Regions from separate parts of the Anser cygnoides genome. Here region 1 is linked to region 2. A link is a contact called in public Hi-C data. All regions are on one chromosome and are shown on one strand. The core of a region is the stretch at or near the end of the contact, and the rest is flanking DNA. Distances in the headings are between cores, read along the strand shown.

The links. A called contact is a pair of places that touch in the nucleus more often than the background predicts.
Region 1: a Hi-C map of liver shows a contact between it and region 2, with 3 times the contacts expected there. The contact joins the enhancer-like site here to the promoter of PTBP2 in region 2. A contact is called at or near these places in 2 of 7 Hi-C or Micro-C datasets (granulosa cells and liver).

The regions. Positions count from the first base shown.
Region 1 is chr8:3,244,655-3,248,317 of Taihu_goose_T2T_genome, forward strand. It overlaps LOC125183160 (a long non-coding RNA gene), which reads right to left. Exons shown (of 4, transcript XR_007164582.2): 3 at 2,997-3,124; 4 at 995-1,107. Among named protein-coding and RNA genes, the nearest start is that of PTBP2, 100 kb to the left of the region's middle. Within about 2 kb of position 1,712, at least 1 of the 3 cell types and tissues checked has open chromatin away from gene starts, as enhancers often do. A contact at or near this core is called in liver, where this site is marked.
Region 2 is chr8:3,139,877-3,143,446 of Taihu_goose_T2T_genome, forward strand. PTBP2 (polypyrimidine tract binding protein 2) reads left to right here and starts at 1,752. Exons shown (of 14, transcript XM_048067021.2): 1 at 1,752-2,253. The coding sequence starts at 2,072.

The DNA of each region.
Region 1 (3,663 bases), core at 462-2,961, 100 kb after region 2:
TCTGTCCAAATGCTGTATTTCATGCACATATTGGACTATTGGATCTCTTCCTCCTGTGAGTAATTAACTATTATTTCATGCAGAGACAATAGTGAGATCTCCCACGTCTTAGGTGACTGCTGAACCCAAGCTGAGCTATGATGCTTCCTGGTGCAGAGGAGCAGAGGCACAAGGCAAGACTGAAAGCCACTCCCAGAAGAGAGGACAGCTCTCCTTGTTGCAGAGAGATACGATGCCCTCAGCTTGAATTTGAATCCTCTTCACCACTAATGAACATTCTCAGGACACTGGTGAGTGAAAGGCAGACTATATTTCCAACAACCCCGTCTTGGACTTGAGAAAGTGCCTTCAGCAAATGTGGGTTTTGCCCCAGCAGGTCCTGGGGCGTTATCCTGGGACAGCTGCAGCTGAGCAAGCTGGCACTGGCCCAGAAGCAGGGCTTTGCCCAGCTTCCAACCACTTCGCTAAGTGACTTAGCAATCGCTCTTTCCCACAGCAGCATACAGCTCTGCATCAGACCTTGCATATGGGATTTAAAGAGAGGGAATAATAGATAACCACCAGACTACTGACAAAGGGAAAAGCAAGGTCCTTGTAACACAGAAACCACAGGATTCCTGGAGCTTCTTAAAAAATGGATCCAAAGACAATATCTCATGCAGTGCAGGATGTCTGGAAAAAGATAACAGGCTAGCTGGAGGAAGGAAAACAATAAGGAATGGGGTAGTTTGTGTGTACACATGTGTGTGCACTTCTTGGGCTTCAGCCGCAAGCTGTGATGGGACAGCAACTGGTCCACAGCAACTGTGCACTTTATGTCCCTGGCAAATACCAGGCAGTACAGGTGAGCTTGGGCATCCTTCCTTGACTTAGCTTACAACTGAGCTGATGGGAAGTAGGCTTAGTGCACATGGCTAAGCCCTCAGTGAAACGATGCATTCATTTGAACATGTGGAAGAGCTTTAAACACACACTGTGCATGTCTCTTCAGCTGCAGGTTCTTTAGCTGTGCACTCTTTGACCACTGCTCAGATTTCATGTGTTGCTTTCTTCCCACATGTTGAATGAAACCACGTCTGCTGTGCTGCCCCTTGTGCGGCCCAGGAGCTGGGGGAGGATGAGAGGAAGGTGTGATTTCTTGGTGTCCATTCATTCCTTTGTGACAGCGCTTGCTTGAACTACAGCATGATTAACCAAACGCCCAATGTGTATGCACCTTATGGTGTTTGCAATGGTACCAAGTTATGAGCACTCATGGACTGGGGTGTTGTTCTAATTGTAATACTTTACTTCTGGCAGCCTTTAACTCCCATTAGATTAGTGGCTCCTATAATGATTACGACTGCCAAATTAAGCCATCTGTAAACACTAAAACTTGCAAGCTCTTACCAAGTTCATAGCAGTCATGTTTGGGAAATAAGTTCTGCATCTTTTCAGCGGACTGCCAGGAAAAATGCTCAAATGGTCGGCACATGGCCTTGTCCCTTCCTTGGGGAGCACCTTTCCTGTGCTCTGACAGCCAGCACCTCCTCCATCCGGTCGCTGCACTGCTTGGCATGGGCGCTCTCAGTGGCCTTGGCACGCCAGGGTACACTTGTGCCTGAGCCTTTCTGTAAACATGTTTTGGCAAATATTGTAAAGGAGTCGTTTGACAACACAGTCATTTGAACCTGAAAGGCTAAAACAGAAGTGACAGCGTAGCGTCACCACTCTGCTACCACCGGCTTATTATGTTTATCAACATATGTTGTTATTGAATTAAAGCGATATTTTTCAATTAACAAGTGAGGTGAAGAAGGAAACCCTCCTTGCTGGTTCTTTCTTCTGTAGCCACATGTGTGGCCAGCATGGAGTGACAGCCACCCGCCCCACAGAGCAGTGGAGCAGAAAGTGCTGAATGCCAGGGCCGGACAGCCCCACGCGAGTGAAGCACGAAGCTGCTCCCGGGGCTCGGCCAGGGCTGGAGGCACTGCACACACCCACACCTCTCGGCTGTGGGTTCTGGCTTCAGGGCACAGCACAGAAGTGTTTGTGGCTCTATAACAAGTCACAGATGAGGTAAAGCCCTCCCAGCAGTGAGACAATCCCTATGAAACGTGTATTTAACTCAAGAGCAGAGGAGGGACCTGGCCTTCTAGAGCAGGCGTTATCTTGCAACAGCAACCAGTGACTGGGCTCGCTGGGTGCTTGCTGCACAGCGAGCCTGGGAGGTGTGATGCGGTTTGCTCAGGGCACTGCCACCAAGCAAACTTCGCATCTGGAGCTGCTGGCAGCCTTGGGTGGTGTCCTGGGTGTGCCACAAGAGTGATCCCACCCTCTGCTGGTTCCCATTGTCAGTCAGCCCTGATGGAGCTCTGTCACTCTGCGGGGCCGCTGCGTGAGCGGTACCTCCGGCTTCACCGTGCCAACAAAGCGCGCACGGTGACTGGCAGGATGCTCACCGCAATCCCAGGGGCCTCCAGCCCTCTTCTGGAGGAGAGGGCCGGGGCAGAAAAGAGAAAGGCAAACAATGTCCTAAACTGCCTGTTGGCACTGCCTCCATGTTCCTGGTGAAGTTTCTAAAGGCTCAGCTGGCCCAGGTCCTGCGGGAGCAGGGTCAGAGAAGGCTGGCACGCACCCTGTGCTCACCCCACACAGCAGCAGGGAAGCAGGCATGCGCCTGTAAGAGGCAGTGCTTGGGCAGGTGGCTTCTCCTCCTGCGGGAGCTGTCAGGACCCAGGGGTCGTCCTGAGACAGCTGAGAGCTTTGACAATACACAAGGTGACCTTAATTTTGATTTGGGGTGCACAGTAATGAGCAAGTGGTGTGATTAATGCATAAAGCTGACAGAAGGCACAGGCATCTTTAAAGAAATAGGGTGTGCGAGGTCAAGAAAGGTGTGCGGGGTGAAATGATATTTCAGAAGCAGCAAGCACGCCTGGCTGACTCATGAGCTGAACTGTGCAATAATCACGGGTAATTATTGCACACCAGGCAGCAAGTATCTGCATACTCACCAAACTGGATTGCAGTTTCCATTTTGGCTCTGGCATGCTCAGTTCAGAGATGAGGAGCCATTTCCACACAGATCCAATATTGTGGTTGTTTTCCTATCAAGCCTCTAGACGTGATATTGAACCATGTCCTGCAACAGTGAGGAGAGGGGAGCCACTGTCTTTAGAGCGATGAATAACAGAGAAGTGCCTGTACTTATCCTCTCTAAAAATGTCTGTGTGACAGAAATGTGCTTCTGAATCAATGGCAGGGCACTCACTCATAGGTCAATCTGTTTTTCACCCAAACGAAAGCAATGGAAGGCCTGAAAGGTAATGAGCCCAGGTAGGACAGGAGCTATCGAGCACGCAGGCAAAGCCCCAGCACCGGGCCTCCCACAGCAGCAGAAGCCTGGTGGCACCCTGTCACCCCGGAAGGGCAGCCCCTGGTGCCGTGAGGGACTCGTGTTATTTGGGTTTAATGTCACTCACGCTTCCTTGGTCCTGTCCGGATGCAGGACAGGATAGCACAGATCTTCTGCGTGCCTGTGTATAGATACAGACCCTTGAACGAGAGCTAGATCTACAAGTCTGGTAGTTGAAGGGCAGGTAAATAATGGCGTGTATTGAGTAGGGGTTCCTTGGACCCCCTGCCAGCCACTTGTTGTACCCCCCAGCAGGGCTGCAAACA
Region 2 (3,570 bases), core at 502-3,001:
TCAGCAAGAAGAGATTGGTTTGTGCTCAGGGCACAGCACTGGAAGGCCCAATTGTAGGCATGGCTGTCAGCTCCACTGAGGACATAGGCTAAACAATTTTGCTGCTCCACCTAGCAGTGTAGTGAATATAACAAATGATAGCCCTGATACCCAAGGGGACATCATGAAGCTGTGACAGGGGAGGTTCAGGCTGGGTGTTAGGAAAAGGTTCTTCACTGAGAGGATGGTCTGGCACTGGGACAGGCTCCCCAGAGAAGTGGCCACAGCACTGAGCCTGACAGAGTTCAAGAAGCAGTTGGACAACGCTCTGAGACATATGGCTTGATTTTTGGGTGGTCCTGTGTAGAGCCAGGAGTTGGACTCAATGATCCTCGTGGGTCCCTTCCAACTCAGGTTATTCTGTGATTCAACGATTTTTGTCTAGTGGTTAGTAGTGGGTGCTGAAAACAGTTGCTGAAAGAAAAGGTAGTTGCAGATACCCAAATGATACTAGTATTTATAAGAACCGGTATTAGTTCTTTTCCACCTCATAAATTCATTGCTGCAGAGAACCCAAGTGACTTTTCCATAACAGAGCAACAAAACTCAAAAATTGGAATGAGAATTTCCACGTACTCTTAAGTTAGTTGCTGTGCTACTCACAGAGCCACTTGGAGACGGAGACAGGGATAGCGAAGCACGGTGAACTGAAAAATGCTGGTTTTCTAGTTATGGAAATGTGCGTTGTATTTTGCCTCTCAAGTTCTTTATCGCGCTTTATTGCAATAGTTTCAGTGACAGACTCCAAGGGGCTTATACTAACCAGAAAAAAATAATAGTTCAGGCTATCTCCTAAAAGGTATTTTTGAAACCAGTATTGCCAGAACCTACTATAGAAAATACAAAGACATTTTGAGTACTACAAAGGGCTACAAAGATGGTGAGGGGCCTCGAGGGGAAGACATACGAGGAGCAGCTGAGGTCACTTGGCCTGTTCAGCCTGGAAAAGAGGAGGCTGAGGAGAGACCTCATTGCGGTCTACAGCTTCCTCACGAGGGGGAGTGGAGGGGCAGACGCAGACCTATTCTCTTCAGTGACCAGTGATAGGACCCGAGGGAATGGTGTCAAGCTGTGACAGGGGAGGTTCAGGCTGGATTTCGGGAAGAGGTTCTTCAATGAGACGGTGGTCACGCACTGGAACGGGCTCCCCAGGGACGTAGTCATGGCACTAAGCCTCTCAGAGTTTAAGAAGCGTCTGGACTGTGCTCTTAAGTCATATCATCTGAATTTTCGGGTAGACCTGTGTGAAGCCAGGAGTTGGACTCAATGGTCCTTCTGGGTCCCTTCCAACTCGAGACATTCTGTGATTCTATTATTCTACTTTTTAGTATCTGTCTGGGCTTGTGCTCAGGCATGTTTAGATCATTTTCAAGTCTTCCATCATAGGCATAGAAACTTTAGATTTACTTTTCATTTGAATGCAATCCAGAGGGTCCTGCGAACACCTCTTTTTAGAAACATTGTGAGATGTGTAAGACTGAGCACAGGAGTGGGGAAAAGCAGCACATTTCCTAATGGCCTCAGTTTGTACTCTGATGGTTCACCACCGTGGCTACACTGATTTCCACAGAGACAGCCCAAGTTTCTGCAACACTAGACTTGCAATTTCACCTTTATTTTTTGAAATAGTATTTAGCAGTCAGGAGTAAAGGGAACCGCGGGACGCTCCCTTACGGCCGGCCGGCCGGCGAGGACGGGACCGCGGGGTGCTCAGGCCGAGGGGGCGCTCAGCGCCTGCTCCTCGCGCTTCCCCTCACGGGACGGGACAGACTGTGGGCGGGTGCGACACCAACTCCGGCGGGTCCTACCACACAACAAGTGCTATCCGCCGGGGCGGCTGAGACACCGGCGCAGGGACCGCCAAGGGCCGGAGGAGCCCCACGAACTGGGACCGGGCTTGTCGCCACCTCTGCCGCCCAGGGCCCGTTCCCGCCCAGCCGGGGCAGCCAGGCGGGGCAGCTTGCGCCGCCTCACCGGCCGCCCGGGCCCGGGCAGCAGCTGAGGGCAAAACCTTCAGTTGCGCCGACTGCGCATGCACAGCGCCCGGCGCATGCGGGAGGGAGACGACGCCGAGGAGCGGAATCCGCCGCTCGGCCCCGTTGGTTGGTTTCCGTGCAGGCCCCGCCGCCATTTTCTCGCAGCCCGCCCGTGCTCGTCGGCCGCGCGGCTCTCTGTCCCGCTGCTCCGCGCTTCGTCCTGCTCGGCGATGGACGGGTGAGCCGCGGCTGGGGGCGAGGGCACGCCGCGCCGGTGCCGCCGCCCGCTCGGGGCTCGGGAGCGGTCCCCGCTGCTGGGTCTCCGGCGGGGCGTGGGGAGCGGCCGCTGCCCCAGCTCGCTGCGGGACGGCCGGAGCCCGAGGCCCGGCGCCGGGTGGGGAGTAGGGAGCTTAGCCTGTCCGCCCCTCGGGGGGGGGCTTCGGTGCCCAGCACCGAGGGCTTTGGGCCGTGCGAGCCCGCCCCCTGCTTAGCGCGGTGCCCGGGGCGGCGGGTCCCGCCGCGAGGACGGGGCGCGGTGTGCCCCCATGCCGCCCCTCGGGGTCTCCATGCCCGCTCCTGCCCCGTCCGTGCTCCCTCTTGCTGCCCCCCGGCCGCGGGGTGCGGAGGCTCGCTCTGTGTGGGGCTCGGGTTTGTTTTGGAGCTGGCTGGAGAGGAGGAGCAATACCAGCAGGAGCCAGATGTCGAGCTCTTTTGTTTTCAGAAACTGACTAGTAGTCCTCGGGCTGCCTCCCCTCCCCAGGTAGAAAGATGCCTTTGTGCACGCTGGAGACAGGCTGTAAAAGCCAAAGAAGGGGAGGTTTTGAAGGCGTTAGGGGATAGCAAGGACCCTCAGAGCCGGCCAGGAGCATGGTGGGCAGGTGGTCCGCACGAGGCCCCCTTTCTCTTGGACCTGGAAAGGGAGACTGGTGGTTGTAGCCCTCATCAGTGTAAATACAACATCTTCCCGCTTCCAGGTTTCCAATTAAGTTGTTTGTCCTGATTCAAACAGAGAAGCAATCTCTCTGGTATGCTTTACGCTTATAACCTTTCAACTGTGAGAGTTTTAAAGGCTTTTTATGGTTACTTGTGTTTATAATGTTGGGAGTTACTTATCCTGCCCGAGAAATCGTGGCAGTGATGAGTATTACACTGTGGAATGCTTTCAGATATTCATATTTTGTTTTCTTATTTTCTTTTGTACTGTTTTATGTTGTCGTTGGAGTTTTGTTACACAGTGTAAGTTATGGTGTCACAACTTTTTAGGAGAAGATGCACCTTGGTGTACCTGTTTCAGTTTCATATAGATATCTGATGATGAAATCTTAATACTAGCCAATGTGTTTTTTTTTAATTTATTTAAGCTTGTTTCAAAAAATGTATTTATTGCTTTATGCAGTTAGAAGATTTGTAGGGTTACCGTTTTGTTGAACTGGGTGTCTGGTTAATGAGGGTGCGTGAGAAAAGTTCTGTATATATTCTTAGGTTCTTTTTATTTTCACCCTGTCTGTAATTTCATGAAGTCCAGAGACCTGAGTTTCCTAAATGCGTTTCCTGG